Regions from separate parts of the Gossypium hirsutum genome. Here regions 1 and 2 are each linked to region 3. The links are chromatin contacts, called in public Hi-C maps. All regions are on one chromosome and are shown on one strand. The core of a region is the stretch at or near the end of the contact, and the rest is flanking DNA. Distances in the headings are between cores, read along the strand shown.

Region 1 (3,636 bases), core at 71-2,570, 140 kb after region 3:
ATCATATACTCAATTACTCCCAACTAATATCATATTATCAGATTTCATATCAAACAAGTAGAAAGATAAAGAGTTTGTAAAGGTGTCAGATTGTCCTTCAAAACTAAATTTTAATAAAAATTAATAATATTAGAAAACAATATTTTATAAGAAGATATATAAATATGAATACATGCATTTCACACATATATTATTCATAAAAATATAATAATTGATTTTCTTCTTTTCTAATAAAAAAAATGTGCCATTTAACCGCCAAATCACAATTTTTAAAATTAAAATGATTAAATTGTATTTTTTATTATTATTTAAAAATCACTCTTTATTTACTGACAACTTTTTAAGCAATTTTTATTTTGACTTTGAAAAAACAAGGGAGAGAGAGATGAACATAGATATTAAACCAATTCTCCATATCGATTTGACTACATAGAATTTTAATAAAAATGTTACGTGTCATGTGGGAATCACATAAAACTTATTTGCAAATATGAAACCAACCTTGGAGAAAATATGTATGTATTATCCTATTAATATTATAATTTATACACAAATACAATCCATGTGTTTTGATCAAGTTTGACATTTAGCCCATGTATTTAAAAAAAATTTAATTAATTTTTTAATTTTAAATTTTGAACTAATCATTAAAATTATTAATATTTATATCAAAATTTACCATGTTAATTAAACTATAATAAGGCATATGATTGTTAAAAAATAAATATAATATAATGACAATTTTTTTTAAAAAATACTAACAATTAGGATATTTAAATTGAAAAAATAAAATAATTTAATTTTTTAAATACAAGAATTAAATCTGAAACATTTTTAAAGTATAGGAACTTGGGAATAGACACGCAATAAATGACATCTCATTCGTAACCCAAACAACTCGTGTCCTCCTTAATCCTAAACGACATCAGGTAACTGGTTTAATGCATCGGAAGGAAAAGTCCACTGATTTCCCTATTTAGCCCCCCCCCCCCCCCCCCACAGTCTTCCCGTTTTACTTTAACACCCCCCTTTAATCCCAAAAAAGCAATAAAACCGTCATTGATTTGTGGACCTCACCTTTTCCCATGTACTTGTACTTTCCAGTTTTAACCTCCCCTATCACTTTCCCACTAATTTACCATAATTTACTGAAAAGACTATCCTACCCACACTCTCATTGCTTTTTCCTAGTCATGATGACTATTGACGTAGCAAATTAACCACAACCTTTGAGGTCCAATTAGGTAATTTTATCTAAACCCTATTAAATTAACTTCACTAATTAACAGCGCCTGAGTACCATGGGACTCCATTACGGAAACCGGCACCTTATCGTCACGCTCCTTTACGTGGCATCGTGTAACCACCACTAAAAATGAACCGGTTCACGGTTCAACACGTAGCCCAAATTCAACGGATTAAATATTTCGCCACGTAGGACTTCAAAATTTTGTCAACAGGTCCACGTCAGATATCCCTACCCCTCCACCCTTTATAAGGCCCTGGACCACTGCCCCTGCTAACAGTCTCATCTCATTTCCATTTTCTGGCTTTTTCACCACCTCTTGTTTCATCGGTTTTATTTCTTAATTCTCGTTCTCTTCGCCGGCGAGTTGTTGCCGGAAAAATGGACTCGCTGGTCACTCACAATCTTCGCGTGAATTCCCATGGAAATAACATTATGTTCTCGGGCTGTTGCGTGTTTCGGTAACTTTAACCGTATCTGAAAAAAAAAGTGAAAAAAAAAAAAACTCGTAAGCAAAGCGACTCTACTTAGCAGAGTTATGAAGTTATTCCATCCCTTGTTTGGCAAATGAGAAGCAAATAATTGTATATTATAATCAACGTTAAGAGTTAAGAGTCTCGTGTCTTGATTAACTGCATTATTTTTTGTCTCTCCAACATGAATTTCTGTGTCAATTGCGTGTGCTGATCTCATCAGAAAGAGAAGAATCAACGAGAGTTTGAAGTGTTGCCGTAGTAAAGGTAGAAGCGGCTTTTTTTTTCTTTTTTTTTTTGAAGACCGAGAAACATGCCTTTCCCAATGAAGATCCAGCCGATCGATTTCAACACGCTAGAAGAGGCAGCGCTGCCGCGGTCGGAAACAGTAAAGCCTTTGGTGAAATCGAGGTTCAAGCGGCTGTTTGAACGGCCGTTCCCTAGCGTTCTAAGAAATTCCACGACGGATAAGATCGGTACCATCGCCGCCGATGAGCTCCCTTTAAGCAAGGAATACGCCGGTGAGTTCGAGCCGAGCTCTGTTTGCTTGGCCAAGATGGTTCAGAATTTCATAGAAGAAAACAACGAGAAACAACAATCTTGTGCTGTTAGATGCAGCCGTAACCGCTGTAACTGCTTCAACCGTAACTGCAGCGACAGCTCCGAAGACGATATGGATAGTTTCTTTGGTGACTCCAATCTTAATTCTCCCGCTGAAGCATCTGAAATCCTAAAGGTATTACAATATTTTCCGCCTTTTTCCTTAAATTGTAAAATTGTAGCTTATTTTTTAAATGTGTAGCTCATCTTTTATGGAACAGAATTTGATTTGTCCTATGAGTGTGAGTGAAAAGATTTTATTGGCGGATACGGCGAAGATTGTGGAGAAGAACAAGATCTGTAAGAGTAAAGATGATTTTTGCAGGAAAATGGTCACTGATGGATTACTGACCCTTGGATATGATGCTTCTATCTGCAAATCTTGCTGGGAAAAATCTCCCTCTTGCCCCGCCGGTACTTTCTTTCTCCCTTTTTATTTGTATTATTAACTCGTCTTCAAATTTGTCATACAGATATTTATGCTAGTATCCGATTCCTATGCTAATGGCTTGATTTTATTTTATTTTAACAATTTAGAAATAATAACACTTTCTATTTTTAATTAGCAGGGGAGTACGAATACATAGACGTGATAATTGAGGGGGAACGAATGTTGATCGACATCGATTTCAGATCAGAGTTCGAACTCGCCCGATCAACGAAGACTTACAAATCAATCCTCCAAATGCTTCCCTTCATCTTCGTTGGCAAAGCTGATCGTCTCCAGAAGATAATTGTTACTGTTTCAGAGGCGGTAAAGCAATGCCTGAAGAAGAAGGGAATGCACATTCCTCCATGGCGAAAGGCCGAGTATATCAAGGCCAAATGGCTTTCTCCTTATAATCGAATCACGCCTTCACCTTCACCTTCACCTTCACCTTCACCTACTCCAACATCAACATCTATAACCGGAACGCTCAAAGAATTTGAGCTTGATCCCAAAGCTAAAAAACAATGCCAACCTTTGTTTGAATTGAATCCTGAGGGTAAAAACTCCGTTGACGATGCTGATTTGGGGGAACCCATATTTGCTTTGTCAGAGAGTTCTGAAGAAGAACGGAATGAAAAAAATGTGAAGAAAGAAGAAAGGAAGCCACCTCAGATAAATCCCAGGAGCTCACAGATTGGGGTTAAGATCGTGGCTGGTTTGGCTTCAGCAATTGAAGAAGATGAACAATAAATTTTGGACTTTTTTTTTTCTTTTCTTTTTTACTTTTTTTCCCATTTGGGTTATTGGAAAATCAAATATACTATAGTACATGATTTAACTGTTTGAATCCCCTTCAGTTTTTTTATGTAAGGGTTGATCTGATTTTT
Region 2 (3,638 bases), core at 514-3,013, 150 kb before region 3:
CTTCTTTGACTGAACAACAAAGGCAGAACCAGAATTTGAACAATTCAGGATAAAAAGAACCGAGGCTATTCTGAGGATTAGTTGCGGCTTATGATTATGGCTCCTTAAACAGAAGGTAAAATAGTTGTATATTTGTAACAATGTACAGAACCTTTCACCACATTTTGAATCCTTGGCTCATAATACAGAGTGTATGACATAAATACATGCAGACATCACTAGACAACTCACTAGTCAAATAGGGTAAAGATTTATTTAATGAAGCAGTGTTCAAAAAGTGATTTACCTGCAAAGGAGAGTCCCCAGATGCGGGTTTAACACCGGTTACAGAGCACCCCATGATCAAACCATGTCGGCGAACTCCACGATACCATTTAGGGCCAATCCTTTTGAGTTGGACATCCTTAAATCCAGCCTTTTCAAACCACTCTATATATTCTTCCTCCTTAGGGAAAAGCATCCAAACGTCTGCAAAGAAACGAGACAACCAAAATGTAGGGTACACAGGACCAATTAAGCAAGCTTTTCCTCCTTGTTTCAACACCCTGTATGCTTCCTTGATCCCCCGTTGTGGGTCTGGCCAGTACTCTATGCTGAAAAACACACAATACCATATTCCCATTTCCCAGTTAGAGGCATTATCAAGCTACTATCTCCTCCCCTCTCTCAATTTCAAGACAAATCATACATGCAAACCATAAAGATACCAGTATTTAACATCTTATAGGAGATAGTCCTAAAAGGGGGTTGAAAATATACCTTCCAGCAGACACATATCTATCGGCATAATCAGTAGGAAAAGGAAGATCTTCTGCATCACCTTCAATTATGTTGCATTCCTTGAGAGGCTCCTTCTGTTTAGCCTTTGCAAGCTGGTGAGGAGATTGGTCAAGGATTGTAACATTCTTAGCATCCACATGCTGAACAATACCCAAAGTAGTGAAACCAGTTCCACCACCAACATCTACAACTACCATGTCCCTGTCATTGAGATCAGCCGGCTCAAGTGCATCATCCCTCATGTCTTCAGTCCAGTGACCTGGGTTTATGACATGGTCATAGACAATTGAGAGGAACCTGTAGAACCAAAAGGCCTCTTTTTTGTGTTGTATGAATCTTGGTTGTGAAGCTGGCCTTGACGCTGATAAGCTGCACCTCGGGGCTATCGTCGTTCCTACCCTGGACATCTTCGGACTGTAGATTAAACCCGCACTGGAAAACTGTTTCCCATGTAAACCTGACCCCAAAAAACCAATACTTTTTGGGGTAACACCTCGGATGAGAGTGAAGGTTTCAGCTCCATTCAGCATGGAAGAAGCCATGGATTAAGCAGCAAACCAAAAAAAAAAAACCCCACAAATTAAGAAGGTGCAATGTTTAGTTGAAAGTTGAAAGAAATGAGAAAATAAAAATATAAAGACAAAAACCCAGCACCCAAATCTGGTGGTTTGGTGGGTTCAGGGCGGTGGTTAGGCTAGGTGAACACTGAAGAGAGCCAGTAGCCCACAAAACATGGTACTTGGTCCAGCACCGCAGATCCAAGCCTAGGCAGTTAGCTACTTTTCTTTATGCAACTTTGGTGAGACTAGAGAGTCTCTAGAGCAGAGAAATCGAGTTAACGGGCACCACAGGATTGGGTTCTTTTTTGGCTTATTATTTTGATTGGTTTTTGTCCTATATTTAAGAAAGAATTTACTATTTGAAGTTTGATTGTGTTTTAGTAGGAGAAGTGAAAATCGCAGGGTGCAAACAAAGACAATGGGCTCTTTTTGCTGAATGGTGGATCCTTTACTCTCCTCTCTTAATTGCAAGGTGATGCGCATTCATTTCTGCCTACCCTCACGAGGCCCAATCACGACCAAGCATCGAGTTTTGTTTCGCAGCAGCAATCTTGATTTAATTATGATTTGGATTTTTTTACTACATTAAAATTGAAAAAAATTAATAATTAGATTTAAATTTTATTAATTATTAGGTTTCGTTAAATTGAGTGTAATTTGGCATTTTAATTACCCTTTTCAATTCATAGTTGACATATGAGAATGAGGGTAATTACAGTATAAATTTTCAAACCCACTTATAAAGTTGTTATATAATTATAATAAAATATATAATAACTTGATTCGAAATTCAATTCGAAATATTCATAGTTTAAATAACCCCAAACACTCGATTTGAGAGAAAAGACGGTACTAAAAAAGACTCTATCTTTATTATCTTCTTCTTCTTATCTTTTCTTAAACCAGAAAACAGAACACTCTTTCCTTCTTTCATATCTATTGACGATACATTGTATCAACAAAAATATTAAAGTTTAAGAAATTTGTATTTTAATTTTAAGAGATATATTCAATTAATAACAATTTTATATTTTAATTAAATTAGTTGTTGTAAGAGAAATTCACTTCATCATTTTAACAATAATAATTAATGGTGTTACTTCGAGAATTCACATTAATTTCAAATTAAAAGTAAAAGAGATTAAAACCATAATTAATATATGATGGTGCGGAATCCATGGACTTTAAATTCCTACCCGTAAAAAACATAATAAATTTTATAAATAGAAAAGTAGGGTCAAATCTGAAAGAGATTAGATCAACTAAAATTATTTAGTAACTAGAGCAATTGTGAGCACGACTTTTGCAATCTTGAAGAAAAATAAAAAAAAATGGGGTTTTAAATCTTGCAAAAATAATATAAAGAAAATTCGGAATGTAAATAACAGCAATTCGAAATATTCAAGAGTAAACATATATGACGAGATTTCCAATCTAAGGTGCGATGTCAATTTCGGTGTCAAATTGATCACGAATTTTAGATGTTTTCTTACTTAAACCATCAATCTTTCTTGAGTTTATAAATTAATTGCGAGAATAACTATACAATCAACCCTTTTAAGTCAAACAACCTTAAGAAACACTTATAATATTTAATTTTTTAATAGCCTTACAAATTAGAAAGATCGAACTATAATTAACAAATTCAACAACATGATTCATTTAAATTAGATTACACATTTTCATAGCATAATCCAATTGTTCTTTAAATCAAACTACGCTAATATGTTTCGGTTATTGGAATAAAGAGACAATTACTGACCAATTTACTCTAATTAACTATGTATAATTCATTTTTGTACAAATAATGTATCTCTATGTCTGTTTTACGGTCGTGAAGACCCTTTTGAAGTTTGTGTAGCTACTCTTCCAACAATGACATTTCCAGGGTTTGAGCCTAAGTTCTTTCTTTAGGAGAGCAATGTGCCTTTCGTACCCAACACTTATTGTCAACTATATATTTTAAATACCAATCCATCTCATAAAATAGAAAAGCAAATATCAACGAATAAGAAAAAAAACGAAAGAACACTTTCAAATCTCACAATTCTAATAAGATAGAATTTTCATTTACATTGGCTAAAAAAAATTAAAATTAGCTATTCATAGTAAAATAGATTATTGAAAATTAATAGGAAAATGAAAATTCAAGTTCCTTTTTGCCGACACCAAAAATAATCTTTTATAGAGTGACAATACATCCAATTTACATGTTTATTATGCTTAATTTTGATAAATTATTGAATGTGATGTCACTAATTTGGGGCTTATTATTTGATTTTGATTAGGTGCAAAAGC
Region 3 (3,631 bases), core at 814-3,313:
TCAACAGGGGATGAGGGTAAGTCTCTTTTGCCACACAAAGATGGGAATGACGACTCGGCATCGGAATGATCAGATGTGTTTTCCAATGGTTTAGGAGAAAGTCGGCCACCAGCAACACCATTGAAACTACAGCTAGCAACTGAGCATTGGTTGCTATTTTCAGTATACTGAACAGACCTCGAAGAATGATATACACAGTATGGACTTGCGTCTTCCATCCTGTTATTCCTTTTAGTCGATTGCTTAATTAATGTTTCATCAATCCCTGCATTCGGGTAAGAAAAATCATCTACCTGGTTAAACCAAGGAAGTGTTCTCTTAAGAGGTGATTTCCTAGTCTTGAGGTTTCCTCGAAAGTGCTTCTCAATGTTGCATTTTTCAGATTGATGTGCGTAGACTTTATGTATGACATTATGAGCCCTGGTCTTATGTTGTCCCTCTCTATCCTTCTCTTTAGACCGCAAAGCTTTGTTCATAAGTAATGGAGTCTTGAAACGCAAGCCACTGGCACAGTACGGAGTTTCCGCTGTAAAACTGTTGGCCAAATCTTTACTTTGAGCAACCTGCAATCACATGTAGGCTGATTCAGATATATTGATAATACGGAAAAAAAACAACTGCAGCTCAAGCAAGAATCAAGTTCATATCATAAAGAACAATGTGGAAGGCAACAAGAAGATATTTTCTTGAATTCATTCGAAACGACTTATCACGAGTTATGCTATGCTTTATAGAGAGAGAGAGAGAGAGAGAGAGAGAGAGAGAGAGAGCTCTAATAAACTTAAACATTTAGAAAAGAGAATTTAGGTCCAAAGCACGATGAATGCAAGGTGCATTTACCTTCCCAACCACCATCCATTTGTTACCATGCCAAGCCTGCCTAACCCTTAAACTTGACACATGGAATTCTTTAAGTAGGATGGACCCAAACAACTTAATGACAAATGAATCATTGTTCTTTAACACCTTTGCAACCTTTCCTATCCTCCAACACTGGATATCGAACACCTCAGCTACATCCCCGACTGCCCAATTCTTCCGGTTTACATATGGAGGCAATGGTCTAACGTCCTTCCCTTTCACCGTCTCCACCACCCTTCTTCCTTCACAGTCTGTAAACAGTTTGTACCTAACAATATAGTAGTCACCATCTGCTGAAAGAATATTACCAGTAAACCAGGAACCACATGGATCATCTTCTCTTCTCAAAACCTCCACCAAGTTCCCTTTTCTGAACTTCATTTTTCTTTTGAACTCTTATTATGCTTGATCCCGAAAAACAAGACTGAAATATAAAACAAAATTAATACCACTGATATTGTGATTGCTAAAAGAGATCTAAAAGTGATCCTGAGTTGAGTGGAAAGGAGCTCAATGCCAAGCAAAATTTTGAGATCGAATCTTGTGAATGGAAAGAAAACAGTGGAGAGAGTTTTATCCCGTTTTGGGGGTCTAATTCCCAAAACATTCAATTGCAAAATAAGAAAATTGTAATCTTCAAGAACTCCATGAAGCTAGTTTATATAGAGATATAATCAAATCTAATTAGAAAAAATAAGATTGATGCTACAAACAGGGAACATTCTGCAACCAAACTCAAATGAACTCATTCAGCCAACAGTTTTCAAAAACATCAATCAACCCATGGTTTTGCAATCCTCAAAAACACCCAGAAAAAAGAAACTGAAATAATTAAAAAACTAGCACTTACCCAGAATTAAACATCCTAAAATTATGAACTATAATAAGACAAAAACAAAAACAAAATTAGAAATTGAGAAGGAATTCCAATTCAATTCAATTGAAAACTTTTAATTAATTGAATGGGACTGACCTGAGAGTAAAAGTGAAGAAATGAAAACGAACAGGACGCAGTTTAGTTGCGGTCATGACCACATCCTTACGCAAAATTGGTTTATTTTGCGCTCTCTTTTGATTATTATTTAAGTAAAAAAAAAACCCTACTAATCAAAGATTAACTCATTTTTGAAGAAATAAATGATGGGGATAATTCATAGTTTTAGACAAAATCTTTGCCATGTTGGACCATTGATTTCATTACAACCTCAGAATCGACGTGCCTTATGAGACCATTAAAAAAACAGGTCTTTAGTTCCTGTACAAAATCAAAGAATACAGAATCATGATTAAGCATAAATTCCGTCATGATTATTTGGATTTTGATTATATTATATTTTTTTAAAAAAATCCTTGTTATTTGAAATTAATGCTACATAACTAGCTTCTTGTCTTTAAACTTAGAAATAGTTTATAGTTAAAAATTACTTCAAAGCTTGACAATAAGGTCATTTCCCATAAGGGCATTTTGGACTATGTTGCATATGTATGACGTAAGCTGTAACCGTAACATAAAATAACAAATGCCCTTATCATATCTTTTCCATGGTTTTGAAGATTTTGAAATTCCATCTCTAAATAAAATGAAATTACCCCTTCTTAAATTTTACATGTGCCCGTAAGTAGGGCTAAATAGCTAATTAAAAAAATCTAAATATTATTTTTAATCCCGTTTAATTTTATTAAATTTAACTTATTATAATTTAAATATATTTCAACCGATATTCGATTTACAAAATAAAAAATGATATAATAATAAATTTAATTCTTAATGTTTATATTTTTTTCAAGTTACTCTTACTTTTTAAAAGCTAAATTTAGCCATCAACTTTTCAAAAATAGTCGTATCGTTTTTTTCTAAAAGAAATGATGATTAAAACATTAAATTTTAACATTGTTGGCGTGATAACTTACATGTCAACCTATTCATGAGCCAGGCCATCTAGCCTAGTCTGAAGGCCCGTTCGAAAAATGAGAGGATTTTGGGTCTCGAGTAAGGCTTTTTTGGCCTGAGCTCGGCCTGAATATGCAAAAAAAAAATTGCATTTATTTTTCTATTTTTTATTATTTTATTGCTATTTTATTGTTGGCTTTTTCACTATTTTGTTACAATTTCACAATTATGTTGCTACTATTTTTTTGTTATTATTTGAATATTGTATAAATTTTATTTTATTGTTAATTTTATTACTATTTTAGAGATTGCACATATCTTTTTTACTTTTTGCAAAATAGACTAGTATATTAATGAAAGAAAAGATAGGAATGGGCTAACAAAATTCACAGGCCCACCAAAAAATGAAAACAAAACCCAATAATGGTAAAACCTTAAAATTATTACCAAAGAAATAGACAAATTAAAATTAAACAGAAAATTAAAATAAACTTCCAATCTGATAACAGTTGGAGTCCAATTAGCATTTCCACAATTAATGCACCGATTCCAGTCCCAGAAAAGCGGTTTCCAAAATCCCACTTTCCTGTTTTCCTTCTATGCATAGACCCCCTATCAAACAACCCTCAGTCAGGTTCCCTCATTCTCCGTTGATCCACCTCCAATGTTCGTTGCTCAGGGACTATTCCGATCAGGTATGCTCACGATTCTCCTTTCATCGCTTCTCTAGCTAAGTTGTGACCGATAATATTTGCAAATTTGTATGTATGTTGAAAGGTTATTTGGTGAAAAAATTGTTTTTGCTGCTGAATGTTCCATATTATATCCCCAATCACTGATTTGTTAGTCTTCTCTGAGTTACTTTTTTTTTATTACTAA

Evidence for each region. A called contact is a pair of places that touch in the nucleus more often than the background predicts.
Region 1: a contact with region 3 is called in a Hi-C map of leaf, with 2.2 times the contacts expected there. The contact joins the promoter of LOC107950993 here to the promoter of LOC107902730 in region 3. A contact is called at or near these places in 4 of 34 Hi-C or Micro-C datasets (all in leaf).
Region 2: a contact with region 3 is called in a Hi-C map of leaf, with 4 times the contacts expected there. The contact joins the promoter of LOC107902204 here to the promoter of LOC107902730 in region 3. A contact is called at or near these places in 15 of 34 Hi-C or Micro-C datasets (callus, fibers, hypocotyl and 3 more).

Annotation. Positions count from the first base shown.
Region 1 is chrA08:10,836,403-10,840,038 of Gossypium_hirsutum_v2.1, reverse strand. LOC107950993 reads left to right here and starts at 1,320. Exons shown (of 5, transcript XR_005900133.1): 1 at 1,320-2,455; 2 at 2,541-2,733; 3 at 2,889-3,636.
Region 2 is chrA08:11,123,167-11,126,804 of Gossypium_hirsutum_v2.1, reverse strand. LOC107902204 (2-methyl-6-phytyl-1,4-hydroquinone methyltransferase, chloroplastic) reads right to left here and starts at 1,763. Exons shown (of 3, transcript XM_016828445.2): 1 at 760-1,763; 2 at 287-593. The coding sequence starts at 1,322.
Region 3 is chrA08:10,974,228-10,977,858 of Gossypium_hirsutum_v2.1, reverse strand. LOC107902730 reads right to left here and starts at 2,063. Exons shown (of 4, transcript XM_016828995.2): 1 at 1,835-2,063; 2 at 841-1,285; 3 at 1-563. The coding sequence starts at 1,242. It overlaps LOC107902956 (a long non-coding RNA gene), which reads left to right and starts at 3,254. Exons shown (of 3, transcript XR_001685665.2): 1 at 3,254-3,631.